Linked DNA regions of Zea mays: region 2 is linked to region 1. A link is a contact called in public Hi-C data. All regions are on one chromosome and are shown on one strand. The core of a region is the stretch at or near the end of the contact, and the rest is flanking DNA. Distances in the headings are between cores, read along the strand shown. Region 1 holds the start of LOC732814 (DNA mismatch repair protein). Region 2 holds the start of LOC100193489.

What was found. Hi-C and Micro-C count contacts between places; a contact is called where the count stands out from the background.
Region 2: a contact with region 1 is called in a Hi-C map of leaf, with 7 times the contacts expected there. The contact joins the promoter of LOC100193489 here to the promoter of LOC732814 in region 1. A contact is called at or near these places in 2 of 25 Hi-C or Micro-C datasets (ear and leaf).

What each region holds. Positions count from the first base shown.
Region 1 is chr10:131,827,655-131,832,070 of Zm-B73-REFERENCE-NAM-5.0, forward strand. LOC732814 (DNA mismatch repair protein) reads right to left here and starts at 2,057. Exons shown (of 22, transcript NM_001112428.1): 1 at 1,702-2,057; 2 at 1,118-1,250; 3 at 933-1,030; 4 at 748-823; 5 at 124-243; 6 at 1-4. The coding sequence starts at 1,811.
Region 2 is chr10:132,009,267-132,013,584 of Zm-B73-REFERENCE-NAM-5.0, forward strand. LOC100193489 reads left to right here and starts at 2,832. Exons shown (of 4, transcript NM_001138603.1): 1 at 2,832-3,297; 2 at 3,468-3,710. The coding sequence starts at 2,926.

The DNA of each region.
Region 1 (4,416 bases), core at 807-3,306:
AATTCTGCAAGTGAAAGTCTTCATTTGCTTCATGATACTACTACAAATACTGATATGTTGGCTCTAAGAACTTTGGTAACAAATCAAAATTACAGAGCAGAAAAATGCTATATTAAACCATACCACGACTGGACACCCAGCTTTAGGAATACTGTCGGAACGCAAACCTCCAAAAGGATTTAAGCCTGCATGCTCTACGAGAATACAGGCATCAAAACCGATAGCTTCATAGAAATCTCCTACCTGAGTAACAAAATCATCAAATAAAATAAATTGTTATTATTTCCATTCCAATATTATAAAAACAATTCAGAACATTAATGAAGTTGACAAAAGGTCAAACTATTTAAATAAATTTCATGTCTTGGATCGGAGAGAAAAAATTAACAACAGGGAGCAATATAATACTTCTGGATGTTATTCTGATAAAATGCTGAGAGTGAGTCTAATTATATTGAGAGCTGTGAGGTGAATTGGTGAAACAGATAAAATTAGTCTATGCACCACGAGTTGCACCACATGTAAGATGGCAAATACCTAGCAAAGTGCATATAGCACGGTATCACATGTCACCCAGATCCCTGATATAGGTAGCACACATAGATGAGATGGTTATGACAAGGTATGTCGGGTATGACAGCATTAAGATTCCATTTCCCCTTCCACTAAAAGTCTATGTGATACTGAATTTTTATCAGAGAATCATAAAAAACATACAACTTAATGGAACGCTACATCAGAACATACTCTGCAAAGTAGAACCTCACGAGGAAATTTTGATTTAAATACCAAAATCTCCATGTTCAGGGTTCCATCTTTCAAGCTGAACAAATAGTGCAGTATTATGTCAGTGATAACATCATGTGAACCTTTCAAGATAGAAAGAAAAAAGAGCATAATTATGTCAGCCACGCATAAAGCATATACCACACCTTCCGTTTCTTAAATTCGGATCCAACCCTAATATATTTGAATACACAAGCCTCTGAGTCAATTGTATGGATGATGGTTTTCTGCACCTCTCCATTTTCTGAAACATCAGATAGTATAGGATCAATAAATAACAGAAGAAACAGCCTTGGTGCATGGGGTAGAGATATCAGCTGTTTGCAACGACCTCTTTCCACCACATGATATGCGACAGCATACTTTCATCACAGTATTCTCCCTGTTTGTTAGCTTTCCTGGACGCCACTGAAATGCCTCGTGAGACCTTCCTTGGCTTGGACCAAGCCCTCCGATCGAACATCCTGGAGCAAAGGATCATCAAGATTACAAGGCAATGTAAATGGGTCAAAATGGTGCGATACTAAATCCAAATTAGTGAAAAGTATGTAATCGCTTCATTATTCAGTGGAAGGGACTTCAGTTACATGGGCTAACAATTTGCCACCAATCAAGTCACATTACACATCTGTGACATACCAAACTGAATTGCTTGTTCCTTCTACAAGTATCAATATAAATAAATTCAAATTTTATGCCAATGATCCAAACGCGGACCCAGCTACTCTCCTCGGTATTTTGTAGCTAGTAATTGTACATGTTTAGTCCGAGTTTCAGGCAGTAACCAAGTTGGTTATCGGTGTCCAGTGGAATGACATTCTTTTAACGATTCGCAGGAGAGAGAAAAAACGAGGCTCAATCACACCCAAACCCAATGCCCCAGAGATAGGGCCATATGGAGACAGCGAAGCTCACAGCACGGGAAGAGGGGAGCAGCGCGGCCGGCGGCGCCGGAGGATGGAGTCGGCGAGGGGCAGCCATCGCGGCGTGGCGGCCACAAGCGAGCTCACGAGCACCCGGTGCATGGCGCCGGCGCGGAAGAACGACGGCTGGCTAGTGCAGTAGTGCTTCGAGGCGCGCGTCTCCGTGCTGGCGAGTGGCGTCGTGTCCACGCTGGAATGGGAGGCGGCGAGGGGCGTGGGAAGTGATGGGAGAGGCGGAGCGGCAGGAGGGGTGGGGTTTTTCAGGCGTGCCGGGGCGCGAGAGTAGTGAAGGAGGCGAACTTGGGGAACCGCGGAGGTTCCCGTCGCACGTTTCTCGGGGTAGTGCGCACGCCTCACGACTCTCTCTTGCGGTTTTGACTGGTTGGGCCCGCTGGGGTCACGGGCTCACGGTCCCCGGGCGCTGGCAGGCCGCCAGCCCGAGTTTTTTTTATGTTGGTCCTTTTTAAGAAAAAAATCGTGTTTAATGTTTAGACCCCTAGATAACTTATTTCTGCATTTGGACTCGTTGCTCAATATCATAAGTTGTAGCACCAAGGTAACACAAGGCCGCTAGCGTCGAGGGCTGATGCAGCACCGACATGGCACTAGCTCGGCGCCATGGATCTGTGGCGCCGAGCTAGGAAGGCCTATAAATCGGTTGTTTCCTAGCCGAGAGCTGCACCCAACCATTTGTATCTTCTTCCATACCACCCAGAGGTGCTCCAATCTTCGTATTCGAGTTGGAAAACTTTGAAGACCAAGGTATAGTGTCTCACTGATTCATTTGTTACGTATATTGCGTTGTATGTTTTCGATTAATTAGTTTTGATTGTTGCTCATATTGCTATTAGTTATGAATCCTATGATATATGGTTCATATAATGACTACAGTTTGTTAGATAATTTATGAAATACATGTATTTATAAGTTAAAATCATTTCTGTTATTTCTATATAGTTGTGTTAATATATAATCGTTTGTTAGATGAAAAGACATGTATTAGGAGTCGTTGTGGCAGAAGAGAGATCGTCCTCGGGAGTTGTATCTGGATGTATCTAGTAAGGATGCTCATGTTCCTCCTGATCTTCCTGTACCTAATTGTGACTGTGGCAGACCGCCTTGGGTATGTCAATTCAAATATCTAGACACGGCTGCTCGCTGCTTCTACACTTGTGGCGTTTTTAACATATGTAGCTTATGACTTGTGTGTTATTGATGTTTACTACATGTGTACTAATGCTTCATTCCATTTCTGTAGGATCACTTGATGTGTTTTCCAATGGATCGACGGTCCTCATAAATTTGACCATCGATATCTCCTTTTCGCTAATTGGTTGTCCAGAAGGAATATACAGTGTTTTAAGCGTTGGGTGCCTCCTCCCCCGACACGACACCAATGACGGATGAGAAGAAGAACTTAGTCGCAGAAAGACGACTGAAGTCTCCGCCTCGGTGTGATTGCGGAGATCGTGTTGTCTTATGTAAGGACACTGTGAAGTACTTCGTGTGTCCCAACAGTAATTATGTGAGTGCATAACAAATGTCCAAAATTTTGTTATTTTTTCACAAATTTACTAATTTATTCCCCTACGGCCATACGGTGGGCGTAAGTGTAGTTTCATAGAGTGGTTGTATGGTCCTAGGTCCCATTGGCCTGAGCCAGAGGCAAAGAAAAAGAAAAAATGAGTGGCGGTTTTAATGAAGCTAAGTATGGATTAGTTCCTTCTGATCTTGGTGTGGGTTATTTTTGGACATGTGGTAGATTACGATGAGGTTGATATTGCTTTTTGATAGCATCAGTCGTAATGTTGCATTCGTACTTACTGTTTTTTGTGTAGGAGACGAGGAAATACAGTTAGGAAATCTAGCAATCCATTTTTCACCTTCATCATTTGTTGTATCTTTTAATTCCTTCAACTTATCCTCGAATAACGAAACCTCCAACTGTCGACAGACCTCCTCAAAAAGGGGGGAATTATTCTTGGTACAACCCTTTCGAAAAAGATTTTCTACTAGGTGTCGAGTGCTCCATCTGTGGTGCATGGGTGTGTAGCCAGGAATCTGCTCTTGCACTACATTAAGAATACCCTGGTTTCTGTCATATATGACACCAATCTCCCGACCAGGGCCCACGACATGGATCCGAACAAGTCGCAAGAACCAAAACGAACTATCTCTGTTCTCCCTCACCACCAAAGCAAATGCCAAAAGAACCAATGCGTTGTCCACGTCACATGAAATGGCAACCAACAATGTGCCCCTATACTTCCCAAGCAAAAAACTACCATCAATAGAGAGCACGAGACGATAATGACTGAAGCCCTCTGCGCACTGCGAGAAACACCAAAAAGCACAAAAGAACATCTCTCCGACATTCCTCCATTCGTTGGGTTTAGTGTTGTACTCGTAATGCATGTCTAGTTTTTTTGCTTTCATTGCATTGAATAATTGCAGGATCTAGGACACCGGCTAGAGGGAGTGAATAGACGGTTTTGACTAAAAATAAAATACACTAGAGAATTTTAATCAAATCGACAAGAGATATAAAATTACTAACCTTGATGAGACAATAAAATATAATGAGCAATTTAAGCTAACATCACACAAGATAGGCAATATACAAATTACCAACTACTTGTAAGTAATGTATAAAAGTTGAGAGACACCGAAATTTATCCCGTGGTATCGGTGATTTGTCGTTCACCCC
Region 2 (4,318 bases), core at 1,582-4,081, 180 kb after region 1:
TCCATTTGATGTAGCACAGTGACAATGTGTCCATATTTGTCTATTGGGAGGACACTGAGAATCTTCCTCTCAACATCCGGTTGTGAGATTTGAGTAAGCCCCAATCCATTGACTTCCTCTACAAGAATATTAAGTCGTGAGTACATAGCGTTTGCATTTTCATTAGCAAGCATTTCAAAAGAATTTAACTTTCGCATAGCTATGTGATATCTTTCCTCACGTTCACTTCTAGTTCCTTCGTGTAGAGCACAAATGTCCATCCACAAATCATGAGCATTTTTATGATTCCGAACTCTATTGAACACATCTTTGCAAAGGCCTCTAAAAAGGGTGTTTTTGGCCTTCGCATTCCATTTCTCATAATTGAACTCATCACCTACAAGATTTGTGGCATCTCTAGGTTCGGGGAACCCTTGTGTGGCGGCTTTATAGACACCGATGTCTATAGCCTCTAAGTATGCTTCCATACGAATTTTCCAATAAGGAAAATCGTCACCATCAAAAACGGGAGGAGGTCCATCCCCACCGGACATCGTAACTCTAGCGGTTAAGCTAATCTATGAGCAACAAGGCTCTGATACCAATTGAAAGGATCACGATGCCCAAGAGGGGGGGTGAATTGGGCTTTTCTAAAAATCAACACTAATTAAAACCTAAGCAAGAGCTAAACAAGAGCCCAACTTCACCCCAACAACTAGCACTAAGAATATAACACTAGAAATGTAACAAAGCTAAGATAATACTTCAAATACTTGCTAAACAAATACACAATGTAAAGTGCTTAAATTGAGTGCGGAATGTAAAGCAAAGTTTAGAAGACTCCTCCAATTTTTCCCGAGGTATCGAAGAGTCGGCACTCTCCACTAGTCCTCGTTGGAGCACCCGCGCAAGGGTATCGCTCCCCCTTGATCCTCGCAAGAACCAAGTGCTCACTACGAGATGATCCTTTGCCACTCCGGCGCGGTGGATCCCTCGAGACCGCTTACAAACTTGAGCCGGGTCACCAACAAGATCTTCACGGTGATCACCGAGCTCCCAACGCCACCAAGCCGTCTAGGTGATGCCGATCACCAAGAGTAACAAGCCATAGACTTTCGCTTGACCAAGAGAAGCCTAATGCAAGTGGTGTGTGCTCTAGGTGGCTCTCACTAGCGCTAATGAGGAACAAGCACGGATTATGATTCTCTAATCTCCTCACTAGGCTTTTGGTGCTTGCAATGCTCTACCAAAGTGCTGGAATAAATGTGGAGTGCAAGACATTGAATATGGTGGGTGGAGGGGTATAAATAGCCCTCACCCACCAACTAGCCGTTATAGGAAACTTGCTGCGCGATGGCGCACTGGACAGTCCGGTGCGCCACCGGTGCGCCAACGGTCACTTCCAACGGCTAGTTCTGACACGGAGCCGTTGGACTCATGGCGCACCGGACAGTGAACAGTCCACTGTCCGGTGCACACCGGACAGTCCGGTGCGATGTCCGGTGTGCCACTAAAATTCATCTCCGAAGGCAGCGCTCTCGGGTTTCTGCGACTGGGAAGGCTCTGCTGTGGACCAGCCTGGTCCCACCTGGCAGAGGGTGCACCGGACAGTCCGGTGCACACCGGACAGTCCGGTGCCCCAAAGCCAGAAACCCTAACTCTTGTTTTTCAGCTGATTTTCAAATCGGTTTTCGTTCTAACTTGAGTGTGAGTTCTAGAGTGACACCTAGCACTGTATATGAGTGTGATTGTGCACCAACACTACACTAGAACTCTCTTGGTCAAACTACTCATCGACAACCCCTCTTTATAGTACGGCTAAAAGAGAATAAAAGACCTAACTAAATCGCGAGTGTCCACATCTCCTTGACACTCGGACTCCGTAGACCTTCACCTTTTGTTCCGTCGTTTTAGCCGTCGCTTCGAGTTCTTATCTACGGGATTGCTTTCACATTGTAGTGCTTTTACCTGTCATGCGACCTAACTTACCATTTGTCTCTGCAAAACACACGTTAGTCACATATAATATTACGTTGTCATTAATCACTAAAACCAACCAGGCCCGTTTAGCACGAAAAAAGCGGACCGAAAAGCGGGCTATGCCGGCCGAAAAGTACGTTTTAGTGTAAAAAAAGCGGGCTTAACGGGCTTAGAGCTAAACGGGCCGTGCCGGGCTAGCCCACCGTGCCTAATTTCCTGTCCGAGCCCGACCCGCTTATTCGTGCCGGGCCAGTTCGGGCCCGCATATAACCGGGCCGTGTCGGGCTCGGACCGGGCCCAAACAACGGGTTTCGTGCCGGGCTCGCGGGCCTCGTGCTTATTGGACATCTATAATCACCACTCAGTTAATTAGGGTTTGGCACTAGACGCGTCTTTGCTCAGCCTGCGACTAAACGACTGTTATTAACTACGGTTTTGACGAGGGCTATCCGTTCTTTTTGATTCCGTCCTATTCAGTCCTTGTTCGTCGAATTGTACCCGGAATCGTTCTGGTTAATCAAACTTTATATAAATTAGAGAAGCAATCTATCTAGAAATCGTTCCGGTCCATCAATCCGACACAAACAAACAAGTCTCACCGGGCTACCGCCCGTACCGTGCCACCACCGGAAAAGGGAATTCCCGTCTCTGGAGCCGGCTTTGATGTCCGAGCGACTCGTCTCTGCCGCCCAGTGGTGCCTTGCCGCCTTCCAGTATGTGGGACAGTGGGAGTGGGACTGCACAACCCAACTGGACCGTCTGTCTTTTAACTCGCACGCAGGCACGCAGCCGGGCGCTCTCCTCCCCGTCCGTCTATTCTCTATACAAAAGCGGGACTCCGTGTCGCCCCTGCCCACCTGGCCGCTCCATCTCGCGTCCAACAATCAATTCGGCGTCGCTCTCGTCTCATCAGTCATCACTCCGCGACTGCGAGCGAGCGAGCGAGGCCCTTCCGCGCCACGCGCAATGGACGCTGCTCTGCTCGTGACCGTCCTCGTCCCCGCGGTGGCGGCGCTCCTCGTCCTCGGGGCCGCGTCCGCCTCGCCGCCGCGCGCCTTCTTCGTGTTCGGGGACTCCCTCGTGGACAACGGCAACAACAACTACCTCATGACCACGGCGCGGGCCGACGCGCCGCCCTACGGGATCGACTTCCCCACGCACCTGCCCACGGGGCGGTTCTCCAACGGGCTCAACATCCCCGACATCATCAGCGAGCACCTCGGCTCCCAGCCCGCGCTGCCGTACCTCAGCCCCGACCTCCGCGGCGACCAGCTGCTCGTCGGCGCCAACTTCGCGTCCGCCGGCGTCGGCATCCTCAACGACACCGGCATACAGTTCGTAAGCAACAACAGAGACAGATAATAGGCAGCCGCGTCGTTGCCTGCCGCGCGCGTTCTCGCCACCGGCCGGCCGGACCCGGACGACAGGGATACAGCAGTACGTCCTGTAGTGTAGCTGCATATACAGCAGAACTAACCTTCGTTATTACGTACGTACGGCGTGGCCAGGTGAACATCATCGGGATCGGGCAGCAGCTGCACAACTTCCAGGACTACCAGCAGAGGCTGGCCGCGTTCGTCGGCGACGACGCGGCGAGGCAGGTCGTGAGCAATGCGCTCGTCCTCATCACGCTCGGCGGCAACGACTTCGTCAACAACTACTACCTGGTGCCCTTCTCCTTCCGCTCCCGCCAGTTCGCCATCCAGGACTACGTCCCGTACCTCATCTCCGAGTACAGGAAAATCCTCACGGTAAATTGCTTCAGCTCTCCCTTCAAATTCCAGCTACTCAATCATCATCAAGCGTAAATTAGTCAAAAAAAATATAGAGATAATTTAGGAGAACCGGGACAAGTAGTCGTGTTATCCAAGCGTTATTTCCAGTACAAAATTCTGCGAACGCATTATGCCTAAGTCCTAACCCGGAGTAAAGGGGAAAGAAATAATAAAAAAAAGTAGCTGCTTACTGACTCAAACACAAGCAAGAAGATATGGGCCGGTAGGTAGCTGATTGTTGGCGTCGGTTTCCGAGAGGCCGGGAAGGAGACACAAAACTGTAGCAGGTGAATGCTTCTTGGCACGCCAGTGTGTAATTTTGGGCAGTATATGTGTTCTGACTGGCATGGCCGGCCGTGGCCTCTAGTTCACAAGCTGGCAAGCTGCCCCATACCAAAGTGCAGTGTTACAAGACAGTTTCTGCGCAGAGTTTCAGCAGTTTCAGGCACCAGCCGATGCGATGCGAGAAGTGACAAAACCCTTGATGGCCAGTCCGAGTGGCAGTCTGATATGTTTGTTCCCTAGGAAGCAAGACTCCAAACCCGCAATTGCAGCCCCCGCCCCCAGTGTCGAGTGCTGTTCAG